Regions from separate parts of the Capsicum annuum genome. Here region 2 is linked to region 1. Evidence: chromatin contacts called from public Hi-C data. All regions are on one chromosome and are shown on one strand. The core of a region is the stretch at or near the end of the contact, and the rest is flanking DNA. Distances in the headings are between cores, read along the strand shown. Region 1 holds the start of LOC107849196 (cellulose synthase-like protein G2). Region 2 overlaps LOC107849196 (cellulose synthase-like protein G2).

What was found. A called contact is a pair of places that touch in the nucleus more often than the background predicts.
Region 2: a Hi-C map of placenta shows a contact between it and region 1, with 1.7 times the contacts expected there. The contact joins the enhancer-like site here to the promoter of LOC107849196 in region 1. A contact is called at or near these places in 2 of 5 Hi-C or Micro-C datasets (bud and placenta).

Annotation. Positions count from the first base shown.
Region 1 is chr1:241,715,505-241,722,615 of UCD10Xv1.1, reverse strand. It overlaps LOC107849196 (cellulose synthase-like protein G2), which reads right to left and starts at 4,346. Exons shown (of 5, transcript XM_047400831.1): 1 at 3,547-4,346. The coding sequence starts at 4,104.
Region 2 is chr1:241,746,360-241,753,655 of UCD10Xv1.1, reverse strand. It overlaps LOC107849196 (cellulose synthase-like protein G2), which reads right to left. Exons shown (of 5, transcript XM_047400831.1): 2 at 592-717. Among protein-coding and RNA genes, the nearest start is that of LOC107849196, 32 kb to the right of the region's middle. Within about 2 kb of position 1,260, at least 1 of the 5 cell types and tissues checked has an H3K27ac peak or open chromatin away from gene starts, as enhancers often do.

The sequences.
Region 1 (7,111 bases), core at 3,097-5,596:
TGCATTTTTGAACCACAAACTCCTCAATCTCCCATACATGATTCTCCATCGTTACCAACAATTGATCCATCCCAATTTGAAGGTGCTAACCACTATATGCATCTTCCCCAACTTCCACACTCTACGTCTCAAACCATCCAAGTTGTCCGGCTTTGTCCCTCTACCATCTCCCGCTCACCTAGACCGTCAAACTCTTATAAAATGCTTATAGAGCTAAGACGAACAGTATACATGACCCCACCTTTCACTCACTATCCATGACTGCTTCTATCAGCTCCAATACAAGGAAGTCTCTGACAATTAAAGAAGTTCTATCCAAAGAGCATTGGGTTTTAACAATGTATGAAGAACTTCATGCTCTCCGCTCTAATGAAACTTGGTTGCTTGTTCCACGTAGACCCCATATAAATATAGTTGCCTCTCGATGGGTTTATAAAACCAAATTAAAGGCAGATGGTTTGGTGGAAAGGTTCAAGGCTCGACGCTAAAGGTTACAATCAAATTAAGAGAGTTGATTTCGATGATACCTTCAGTCCTGTGGTAAGAACGACCACCATCCGTATTGTTCTTGCTGTTGCTACGACATTACATTGTCCAATTAAACAACTCAATGTGAAGAGTGAATTTTTACATGGTGATCTCATAGAAACAGTATTCACGGAACAACTTTCGGACTTCATTGATCCTATTTTTCTGTCTTATATGTGTGGGTTGAAGAAGGCTTTTATGGGTTAAAACAGGCTCCCAAAGCATGCTTTCACAAATTTAGTAAACATCTTCTACACTTGGGATTCAATTACAGCAAGTATGACTCCTCTCTCTTCATTTGGCAATCTTCTACAGACACCATTTTGCTCCTTCTCTATGTTGATGACATAGTACTTACGGGAAGTTGCATCTCTCTTCAAAAAGTTTTGGTATGTAATATAAATTCTAAGTTTGCTATGAAAGATAAAAGGGGATATCCACTATTTCCATGGAATTGACGTCATACGCTGTCCGAATGGTTTATTCCTTAGCCAACACAAGTACGCATTGGCTACATTAGAACGCACAAAGATGACTTGTGCCTGTGCTGTTCATACTCCTCTTGCTACAAAATATGAGCTTCATGATCCCACAGGTCCCACTTCAATATCTCTGAGTTTCGAAGTATAGTTGGTGCCTTGCAATACTTTAACTCTCACTCGTCCAGAACTCGACCATGCAGTTAATCTCCTCTGCCAGTTTATGCAACATCCTACTGCAACTCATTGGACTGGAGTCAAGCGAGTACTTCGCTACTTAGCAGGAACTATGCAACTTGGCCTTCACATCACTACAAAATCCTCTCTCAAACTTGTTGGTTTTTCCGATGCAAATTGGGGTGGTTGTCCTATCATGAGAAGATCAACAAAAGGGTTGTGTGTGTTTCTAGGTTCCAATTGCGTCTCATGGACTTCTAAGAAACAAACAACTGTGGCAAAATCAAGCGCTGAAGCAGAGTATAGATCATTGGCCTCCTTGGTGTGGAGCTAACATGGATCACATACATACTCAGACATTGACATTTTCTTACTCGGTCCTCCTCTTCTTTATACTCATAATATTTCTGCAATGCACTTGACCAAGAATTTCATTCTCCATGCTCGTACAAAACACATTGAGCTTGATTACCACTTCGTGAGGAAAAAGACCATCCAAGGTCCCATGGCCACAATACATGAATATTCAAACTAATACTCCATCCGTTTAAAAAAGAATGACCTACTTTTCTTTTTAGTTCGTTTAAAAAGAATGATTCCTTTTCTTTTTTGATAATACTTTAATTCCAACTTTCCACATGACATGTTTAGGATCACAAGATTAAAAGATATTTTCATACATTTGACACAACTTTAATTTAAGGTCACAAGATTCAAGTCTTCTTTATTTTCTTAAACTTTGTGTCAAGTTAAAGTAGATAATTCTTTTTAAAACGTAGGGAGTACATGAATATCATGTGTTTAAATTTAAAGTTCATGTCATTTAAGCTTCCGGAAGAAATTTATGTCCTTATAGAACTGTATAGAACCGAAAGTTTTAGCAACCCCATAAAATTCGCCACTTGCAAGAATAATGATTACTTTCCTATATAAATAACATAAATACCAACACTTTTGGAACTAATTACACTCTCTCTCACTTTTTTAATTACTTTATTCTCTCTCTATTAATATACATAACATAGCTGACATATATATAGCATTCTGTATATATGTTGGGATTTTTGTAATATGTTTAGGGAGTTGAGTTTTTTTATAATATTGAAAACATAAGTTGTGTATTTGTATAATTTTTAGTACTTTCTTATATCGGTTCAAAAAAATTACCCATCTCGCGCGCAACAACTTCCCCCACTTCAAACTAGTACACCCACCTCACAATTCAACGTCATATACTCACAATAAGCACTTTTGAATAAATATTTATGTTGTAAATTACATGAATCTTGCCAGATTCATGAGCTTAAAGAATGACAATTTTGAAAATTAGAAAGAGACTGATTTAATGAAAATCGATACTATCAAAACTAATTGCAACAGTTAATGTCCAGTGAAAATCCCTTGAAATAATCTCTCCAATATAATGGCAATGTTGCGTTGAAGATTTAAAATCAAAATCTGAATCTGCTTCTTCACAATCCACTCAGTTGTTTCTCACTGCCCCAAATAAAATTTAAATATTATTTTTAGATTGTTGGAGAATATGTTCCATGAAAATAAATTATACGAAGAAGAACACAAGATGAAGGCTTAACAATATGCACAACTAACACAAATTTGAAGTTTGACACGTGCAAAATTCTTTTCTAAAACCAATCTTTGTTCTCTCTTCCACGTGAGACTGCTATAAGATCATTAGCAAATAGTTTTAATGGATATAACAAATCTATTGATTCTACACTAACTAAATAGCGAAGAAATTCTTCTGAAAAGTAAAAACTATGAATTTTCACTAAGAAAATAGAGAAAAAATTCTTCTGAAAAGCAATAACTATGAACTTGATTTTTTGAAGAAGAAAGATTTCGTTTGAAAAAAGTTGTAAACACAGCTTATCTGTAAAGTTATCTCAAAGTTTATAAGAGGTTGGAATAATATAACTAAAGTATTATATTATTCATAAAAGAAATTACTCCACCTAATCATTGTTAATTGATTTGGATTATTATATTATTTTTAACATGAAAACCCAGAAAATCTCTAGCCGCTATTTTTTTGAGTCTCTATCAGAAAAATTCGCTCCTATTGCAATAACTCCATAAATAACGTTGGAGATGTGAATTGCACTACCAAACCTGAAGCAAGAACTCGACTAAAAAAGCTTTGGCAGAAAGAATCAACACTATCTACCTTATGTTGTACAATGTACACGCTTTATCGATTAGATATATGCATGTTCAAGAGCAGCCAACCCAAGGACATACGAGTCCTTTAGTAATTAAAAATTCCAGTATGGACTAGAGCAAATCATTAAGCACATACAGTAAGATTAAATTAATAATTAATCAGAGCGCTTTTAATTACCTGAATAATCTGAAATTGAGAAGTTATAGTATGATTTTTCCGAAAGTACTCTTCTGGACACCTCTGCTCGATCTTATTTTCCCTACAGTAAGGTATCCAACTCCTTGCAAATTTAGCTGCTTCCATAAGAGCAAATAGAATGAGCTTTGATCCTCCATCATCTGATATATAAACAGAAAGTTTCTCCATGGGATAATCATAAGCCAAAACAGATAAAGTTGTGTTAACTGTAGTTAATGGTGGCTCCTTGTATGGATCCGCTGTGCATATAAATATGTCAATTGCTGGAAAATCCTTCTTGTCAACCAATATCTCGAGATTTTTGGGGAACTGTTGACGAGAAATTGGATTCATGAAGAATGATTGTGATGTGAACCACAATAATGCTAGAATAAAATCAGATATAAACATGACAATTGATAGGGGAGCTCTGGTTAATGTGAGCACATGGTAGTAGAACAAGACTATAATAGCAAATGCATATATAACTGCAAATGCACGGTTGAAAAATTTGCGTCCGTGCATTATCTTCAAAGAGTGAAGAGATGATTCTTCCATTTTGTTTGGAGAAAATATACAACTTCACTCTATAATTAGAAGAAAAACATAAGAAATTAGAAAAACAGCATCCCCTAATCCGGGCAGGCTAATTGTACTCGCAGTCCACAAAGCTAGCAGACAACCATTTATAAGGGAGGGCTTAAGCAGCGTGTTTAACTTCTACACTTCTGTCCATCGTCAGTGCATAAAAAATTCTACACTATCACCTAACTTGATCTGCTATTGCAGGTTATTCAATTATTTATATAAGAATTAAAAAAAAAAAAAAATTAGATAACCTACAATAGCAAGTCAAGTTCATCTGATAATGTAAAATATTTTACAATAACAAATCAAGTTCATATGATAATGTAGAATATTTTCTAAGCTGATGATGCACAAAACTAAAATTCTCAATCAAAGAGTGTTTAATGGCAATTTTCTGGCGACACCATTTCAAGTATAGATTAGCAATTTTCTGCCGACACCATTTCAAGTATAGATTATCTGGTGACTTTTATAGCAATTTTTAAATTTAAAATGACATTATGACAACTAATCTAGAAAAAGATATGTGTGAATTAGGGGTGGGCATGGTAGGGTATATATCGAATATCATTTCGAAATTAAAATTTTTTATATCGTGATATGGATGTTATGATATTTGATATGGTATTTGGTAAGAGTTTTAAATTATTTTGATATTTAATACAGTATTTGATATTTATGCAATAAATATCGAAATACCTATACCACATCGAAGTTTTTTAATAATATATAAAACTCATATATATTATATTTAAGATTATTAAATATATTTATAAATCATCCATTAGCCAATTGAACATAAAAATAATTTTTATTTAGAATAATTTTTTTAAGAAACTTATTATTTAGGAGTACTATGCTTAAATTTAGGTAATGTTGTTCAAAATTTACATCTTGAACTACTCAATCGTGATTGAAATGTTCTTTTTGTGTAACTAATTAACAAAGGTAGTTGTTAGTTTTATATAATTGAGACGTTTTTAAAGTTTAATGTTATAATTTTTTACTATGAATATATGTAAGTCAAAATCAAATAAAGTATGATTACCAAATTACCATACAGTAAAATACCGAAATTGAATTTAAAAATATTGAACCATACCGAACTAATTTGGTATGGTAATAATATTATTCTTTTAGATACCAAAAATCGAAGTTACCATATCGAATTTTAAATTACCTTACCGTATCATACCATGCCCACCCCTAGTGTGAACCGTAAGAGATCAGCCTTATTTTGAAAAGGATTTATTGGTGGTTCATACGGGATATGGTATTTATATAAAATTGGAGTTTCGACTGATTTTGATTTACATTGTCCAAGACCTTTAAACCCACAATAGAGTATTCTTCTGAACATTATATTTTTCATATCTAAAGCTCAAACTCGATCTAGTTAAGAAGGAAAGGACATCATCATACTTCAACCTTTAAAAAAAAAAAAAAGGGCAACATAATGTATTAAAGATATCGCTATGCGCGGTGTTCAGAGAAAGTCCCCATTACAAGAGTGTATTGTACGCAGCCTTATATAAAAAATTATTTTCAAGACTTAAACTCGTGACTTTCTGATCACATAATAACAATTTTACCAATTACTCCAAGGGTGACTTCATCCTACTACAACCTTTGTTTAATTAAAAATAGAATCGTGTGGACATAACCGTGTTTTTGCTTGATGAAAGTTTATTCCTTTTGGTTTTAATTAGGTGTAGAATTTAAGAATCTTTTAATCTTTAATTTGTTGATTTTAATTTATCATGCCATTAGTACTACTATACAGAAGAGTGAGTAGCAGCTCTTGCAACAGACAGCTGATAATGACATGTCTGCTTTCAACTGCTTACTTATTTCATGATTTTATTACATTATTTTTAATTAATTATTATATGAGAAATTTAATTTTTAAAAAGTAAAATAGATATTTATGACATGTCCGCTTTAGCTGCTTTAATTGTAATTTTTCTATATCGATCCTAAATAATTATAATAGGTGATCTAGGTATTATAAAATTAATAATATTTAATAAAAAAGTAAAACAAACATAAAGTGATAAATTAACCTTTGATGTTTTAAATTAATTTGACATCTTATAAGAAAATTTTACAAGTATTTTTTATAGCAATTTTGCTAGATCACTTCTAATTAGTTATTATGAGTCATTCAAGACGTGTCAGTTTCGCTACTTCAATCGTGTTACTATATGTAAGTGTGAGTAGCAGTTGCTGGAAGCAGACAGCTGATGGTTGTCATGCTTGCTTTCAGCTGTTTGTTTGCTTCATAATTTTACTATATCACCCCTAGTTAATAATTATATGACATTTATGTATTAGAAAATTAATAAAATTTATTTTTTTTAAAAAAATAAAATAGATATTTATGACATGCTTGCTTCAACTGCTTCAACCGTAATTTTACTGTATCACCCCTAAGTAATTATTATAAGTCATCTAAATATTAAAAAATTAATAGTATTTAATAAAAAATAGAATAAACATAAAAATGATAAATTAACTCTTGACGTTTTAAATTAATTTGATATCTTATATGAGACCCATTTAAAAAAAATTCACAATTATTTTTTATAACAATTTTACTATATCACTTCAGATTAATTATATGAATCCTTCAAGATATGTCGATTTCGCTACTTCAATCGTGATATTTGATTGACTCTCAAAATTATATCAGTGTCTCTTAAATTGAAATAGAAAAAAATATTATAAATCACAATAATTTAAAAATTAAATCACTTTTAAAATATAAATTGACTATCAATATCACAAAAGTTTGAACAAGAAGAGTATTACAAATTACAATAGCAAACAATTTAAAATAGTAAATTGTAATATCAAAAAAATATTATAAATTACAATAGCTAACAACATAAAAATAAGAAAAAATGACAAAAATAACACCTAAAACTAAAATAATACCACAAAAATAACACACATAATTAAATACCCATTAACTAGC
Region 2 (7,296 bases), core at 11-2,510, 34 kb before region 1:
AATAATTTTTACCTTTTAGGCACACGCTTAATAAATTACTCACTATTAGAAAAATAAATTATTCACTGTTAGAAAATTAAAAATAATTTTACCAAGTTACTCTTAATTAAATTTATCTCTTTTCAAATTGATATTGATTACTATATTTAAACTTGAAAGTATATTAGAAAGATTATTGATCAAAATATGCTTGAAGTCATAAACATACACTTATTTTGAAACAATATCACAATCCAAAAAGAACACTTATAAAAATATGAAAAAAAAAAAGTAACAAATAAAATTCAACTTACTTTCTCCATTTATTTTTATTAGTAATGACTTGATATATTTTTTAAGAAATACTAAATAGAATAATAATTTTATTATATCACATTTTAAATATAACAAGCTAAAAACTTTAGTAATACATTAAAAAATAACTATACTTAATAATAAAATAAATTAAAAATTATCTAATAAACTATTTCTTAATCTTTTTAAACTATAAGTAAAAATAAGCATTTGTTTTTAGTATATTTTTAGTACGCTAGACATCTAAAATGACGGATAGAGTATCACAATGTTAAAATAATGGGTTTTGTTTCTTACCAAAGCATTAAGTGCCCCAGCCTTGAAGTGATGAGGTGAGGTGGTGCTTTTCTCCCGGGACACGTAAATGAGATTTGGAATTGAGAAACCTTTGACGTCTTTATCTTTGTCTCTTTCCAATAATACCTGCTTAAAGAGGAGTAAATATTAAAAACTGGTTTTGTTTCCCCTGATCATCCTGTCCCTCCTTGTTAAGGACTAGGTCCACCTTGCTGCAAATTCATTTGATAGCAAGGTCTACAACATTGTTAAGGGTAAATGAAGATAAAATGTTAATTACTAATTAGCATGTGTAAATATTTACGATAAATCAAATAATTTAATCTTAGTAATTTTCATTTGGCTGTGAATTTTTATTTTACTATTTCAATTCAACTAAAATATTATTTTTAAATTATATTTATTTTACAAGTTGATTAATTATTTCAGCTTCAACTTAATTAATTTTTTTAAAAAAAATTAAAATATAAAAAGTAGTTTGAAAAATTATTTCAACGGAAATAATGATGTTCTGCGCACAAAATTTCTGAACATTTTAAAAATAAAATTCAACCAAATATGATAATGATTAGTTTTCTAAGCCCAAAATGCACGTTGTCTCTGTGGTTGAGTGCCATATCATTCACTCGAGAAAAAAAAAAGGCTTAATGTATGTGCATCAGCAACAGTATATAGTGCTGCATAACCTGACAGAACTTATGTAAATTGATGGACTAACAATAGTGTTAAGAAAGTAGCGTGGATGTCTCCCCTATTTTCAACATTTTCTTCATTTCAAAATGAAGACTTTCTCATGCATGGACCTCTTATTTTTATTGGTTACAAGAGTTGGAAAAATTATATAAGAGGCATGTATTTATTTTTATTTTGTATACAGAATAATAGATAATAAAACTCTCGTGCTAAAATATCTTACTGTTAAAGATGCACTTATTTTGTGGAATAACCTAAAAGAAATAAATGATCACCTAAAAATGGTCATACATTCAAAAGCACGATATGATTGGATGTATTTGAGATTTCAAAACTATAAGTCTGTTCATGAGTATAATTCTATCATGTTCAAAATTTTTTCTCAGTTGAAATTATGTGGAGACACTTAATGATGTTGATATGATGGAAAAAATACTCTCCACCTTTTATGCCTCTAATGTGTTCTTACAACAACAATATCGAGAGAAAGGTTTTAAGAAATATTCTGAACTAAGTTTCCACCTTCTTGTGGCTGAACAAAATAATGATTTGTTAATGAAAAATCACGAGCTTCGGCCTACTGAATTTACACCATTTTCTGAAGTGAATGAAGTGTACGTCCACCATGTTAGGCGTGAAAAGGATCACAGATCTGATCGTGAACGTGACTATGATCATGAAAGAAATCATGTTTCTGGTGTTAGTCACTCATCAAATAAATGGTTCCATCGAAAATAATAAGGAAAGAATGAGAAATGTGAAGCAGGTAAAGCATGTTGTTGTTTTTGATGTGGTGCCAAAGGATACTATGCGCGTGACTATCGTACTCCCAAACACTTGGTTGAGTTTTATCAAGTATCACTAAAGAAAAAAGAGAAAAATTCTAAAGCTAATTTTATCTATGAAAATCACGTGGACATTGCTCACTTAGATGTAGTAGATTTCTTCGAGCATCATGAGGAAAAGATAGATCACCTGATTGGTGATGGTTCTGTGGCTATGAAAGAGTGAATTTTTAATATTTGTTAGTAATAGTGTTGTAATAAATAATGTTAAAGTAGTTGTTCTATTTTATTAGTATTTTTATTTTAGACATATTATCGTAAGGTTTGTAGTAATTATTTTTTGATCTGATCTTACACATTTTAATATTGCAATCTATTATATGCTTACAAAAAAAAAATTACTCATTAAATTATAGTCTTAATTCTTGCATCTTTTTTGGATATCATAAAATATAGTTCACTGGGTTATGTTTATAGAGAAACATTTAATCAAATTACTTATAAGTTTTCTTTAACACGGACGAACTATTATTGTTTTCTCAACAAGTATGTGAAAAAGGAATCTTAGTACTTGTGACTTTTGATTAATGTTTACCATGAAAGTAAACATCACTCATTTAATTGCTCAAATTTATTATACTACTTAGTGTTGACTTTAAAGTTTGTCCATCATTAATATTTAATTTTGTGTATGTCATTTTATTTGAAGATATGAATAATTTTTAAAGCAAGTTATGTAATTATGAAGGTATTTGCTTAATTGATTCTGGTACAACACACACAATATTTAAAAATGAGAAATATTTTTTTCATTTAAATATAAACAAAATAAATGATACTACGATTTTTGGTAGTACTAATTTGATCAAAGACTTCGAAAGAGCCATTATAATTTTATCTAAGGGAGCTAAACTCATCATAAATAATGTTATGTTTTCTCCTAAATTTCGGAGAAACTTGTTGGGTTTTAAAGATATTCATGAAAATGGTTATCATATCAAGACCACTATGAATTGAATCAAGAATATCTTGGTACTATCAAGAATGTTTCCGGGCAGACATGTGGTATAGAAAAGTTTCCTTCTTTATTTTCTGACTTGTATTTGCGATTAAGGCACATTCTATAGTAAATCAAAATTTTACTAATTTCAATATTTTTAACTTTGGCGCGATCGGTTGGGACATTCTGATCCATAATGATGAGACGATTTATAGAAAAGTCAAAATGGGTTTCCATTAAATAACATGAAGGTTCTTTCAAATAATGAATTTTCTTGTATTGCCTGTTATCAAGACAAGTTAATTGTGAGACCATCACCAACTAAGGTTGAGATTGAGTCTCTTACGTTCTTAAAACATATATAAGGGGATATTTGTGGACTTATTCACCCACCTAGTGAATTGTTTAGATATTTCATGGTCTTAATAGATATTTCTTCTACATGATCCCATGTGTGCCTGTTGTCATCTCACAATTTAGCATTTGTAAAATTATTGGCACAAATAATATGATTACGAGCACAATTTTTTTATTATTAGATCAAGTCTATTCACCTTGATAATGCTGCAGAGTTTTTATCTCAAGCATTAATGATTATTGCTTATCAATTGGGATAAAAGTTGAACATCATGTAGCTCATGTTCACACTCAAAATGGACTTGCTGAGTCATTAATTAAACGTTTGCAATTGATAGCAAGGTCATTACTTATGAAAACTAAGTCGTCCACTTCTGTTTGGGGTCATGCCATTTTACATGCTCCAACACTTTTTCATCTCAGAACGATAAATTATCATAAATTTTCTTCGTTACAGTTGGTTTTGGGTCAAGAGTCTAATATATCTCATTTGAGAATTTTTGAATGTGCTGTGTATGTGCCTAGGAATATATATTGGGTTTGAATCACCCTCTATTATTCGTTACCTTAAACCATTGACTGGAGAGATATTTACTGCTCAATTTATAGGTTGTCGATTTGATGAGACTGTTTTCTCAAAATTAGGAAGAGAAAATAGTGAAATCAAAAGAGAAATTTTGTTTAAAAATTCATCACTATCTCATCTTGATCCACGCGCTTCTATTTGTGAGCAAGAAGTAAAATAGATTATTCATTTAAAGAAAATTCCAAATCAAATATTGGATGCAATTACAAATTTAAAAAGGATTACAAAACCATATATTCATGCAGTAGGGAATGTCCCAATACAAATTGACGTTCCTAAAGGACCATATACTAGTGTCGTGGCTAATGAGTCTAAAGCACTCCTAAAGCATTGTAGACCACTGGCTTCTAAGGATAGAAATCCTAGAAAAATATGATTAAGATGACACTACGAAAGAATCTCATATGAAAATTCAAGACTTGAACAATTTTGATATCCCTGAAGGAACCAATGAGTCTGAACCTCAAGAAAAATAAGGAATTATTCATAAATACATATGATGGTAAAACTAATTTAAATCAATCGAAAATAGTGGTGGACTAGGCCTTTGCATATAATGTTGCAACGAAAATCATGCAAGATAGAGAGGATCTCGAATCTGAGTCTATTGCAGAATGTTAACAAAGAAATGATTGGCCAAAATAACAAGAAGCAATTCAATCTGAGTTGAATTCATTTGTCAAGCATGAAGTTTTTGGACCTATTATTCGAACACAAAATTATATTAAACCTATTGGCTATAAATGGGTCTTTGTGCATAAAAGAAATGAGAAAAAAGAAATACAAAGATATAAGGCACGCCTTGTTGTACAAGGATTTTCACAAAGTCCTGGTATTGATAATGAAGAGAGATACTCTCCAAATATGGATGGAATAACATTACGTTATCTCATTAGTTTCACTGTTCATGAGATGTTTGAAATGCATTTGATGGATATGATTACAATCTATCTTTGTGGATCACTTGATAATGAGATATACATGAAAATTTCTTAAGGATATAAAATGCACAAGGCATCTCGAAAAATGTATTCAATTAAATTGCAGAGGTCATTATATGATTTGAAGCAATCACGATGCATATGGTATAACCGGCTTAGTAAATATTTATCTAAAGAAGGTTATATAAATAATGAAATTTGCCCATGTATTTTTATAAAGAAGACAACATCGAAGTTTATCATACTTGTTGTTTATGTTGATGACATAAATCTATTGGAACTCTAATAGAGCTTCAAAAGGCAATTGATAATTTAAGAAAAAAATTTGAGATGAAAGATCGTGGAAGGACAAGATTATATCTTGATTTACAAATTGAGCATTTGACAAACGGTATCTTTGTCCATCAATCTACCTATACAGAAAAGGTTCTAAAAAGATTTTATATGGATGGAGCACATCCATTAAGTACTCCAATAGTTGTTCTATCACTTCATATGACTAAGGATCCATTCCGACCTTAAGAAAAGAATGAGGAAATTCTTGGTCCTGAAGTACCATATCTTAGTGCAATCGGTGCACTAATGTATCTTGCTAACTGTACAGGGCCTGATATAGCCTTTTCTGTTAATTTGTTAGTAAGATATAGTTCTGCTCCTACTAGGAGGCACTGGAATGAAATCAAACACATATTACGGTATCTAAGAGGGACTACGGATATGGGTTTGTTTTATGCTAAAGATTGCAGTCCTGATCTTATTGGTTATGCTGATGTAGGGTATTTATCTGATCCACACAAAGGTCGATCTCAAATAGACTATGTGTTCATATGTGAGGGTACTATCATATCGTGGTGATCTACAAAACATTCCATCGTGGCCACTTCATCAAACTATGTAAAGATAATAGTTATTCATGACGCAAGCCGTGAATGTGGTTGAGATTCATAATGCATCTCATTCGAGAAAAATATGATCTGAAATATAACAAAGTACCCACGATTTTACATGAAGATAATACAGCATACATAGCGCAATTAAAAGATGTATTCATAAAAGGAGATAGAACGAAGCATATATCGCAAAAAAAATTCTTCGCACATGAACTCCAAAAGAATGGTAATGTTGACGTACGACAGGTTCGCTCAAGTGACAATTTAGCAGACTTGTTCACCAAATGATTGTCAACCTCAACATTCGAGAAGATGATTTTCAAGATCGGGATGCAACATCTCCGAGATGTTAAGTGATGTTTTAATCAGGGAGAGTACATACTCACTGCACTCTTTTTTCCTTAATCAAGATTTTGTCCCATTGAGTTTTTTATATAAGGTTTTTAATGAGACAATTAAAAATAAAATGTATATTATGAGATATACATAAATTTTTATTTTATTTTGTGTTAGACATCCAAGAGGGAGTATTAAGAAAGTAGTGTGGATGTCTCCCCTTATTTTCAACATTGTCTTCATTTTCAATTGAAGACCTTCCCATGCATGAACCTTCTATTTCTATTGGTTATAAGGGTTAGAAAAATTGCCTATAAGAGGCATGCATTTATTTCCATTTTGTATACAGAATCATAGATAATAAATTCTCGCCTCTGGTATCTTGTGTGGCAAAAAGGTACCTCCCAAACTTAAAGGCAAGTTCTACATAGTGGTGGTTAGATCGGCTTTGCTATATGAGGTAAAGTGTTGGCCTATTAAAAAGACCCACATTCAGAAGATAAAAGTGGTGGAGATGAGAATGCTTCGGTGGATGTGTGGGTGTACTAGAAAAGATAGGTTAGAAATGAGGTTATTCGAGATAAGGTAAGAGTCGTTTCGGTCGAAGCCAAGATGAAAAAAGTAAGGTTGAGATGGTTCGATCATGTGATGCTGAGGAGCACGAATGCCCCAGTGCGGAGGTGTGAGAGGTTGGCTAGGAATGGTTTTAAGCGAGGTAGAGGTAGACCAAAAAAATCTTGGAGGAAAGTGATTAGATATGACATGGAGCAGCTTCACCTTACCAAGAATATAACCCTGGATAGGAAGCTGTGAAAAAGGCGAATTAGAGTAGAAGGTTAGCCTGAGTTAGGATGTTGTATGTTTTGGTGTATACTTGAAGCATCTTGCTATGGGTATTATTGAGTATGTTAATTTCTACTATATCTTCTTGTTTTATTAACTATTCCTTATCTGATCTTAGATTGCTTTATTTTGAGCCGGGGGTCTATTGAAAACAGTCTCTCTATCTCACGTTGAGGTAGTGGTATGGACTACGTACACTTACCCTCCCCAAACCCCACTAGGTGGCAATATATTGGGTATGTTGTTGTTGTTGTTCTGTTGCTGTTATTTTATT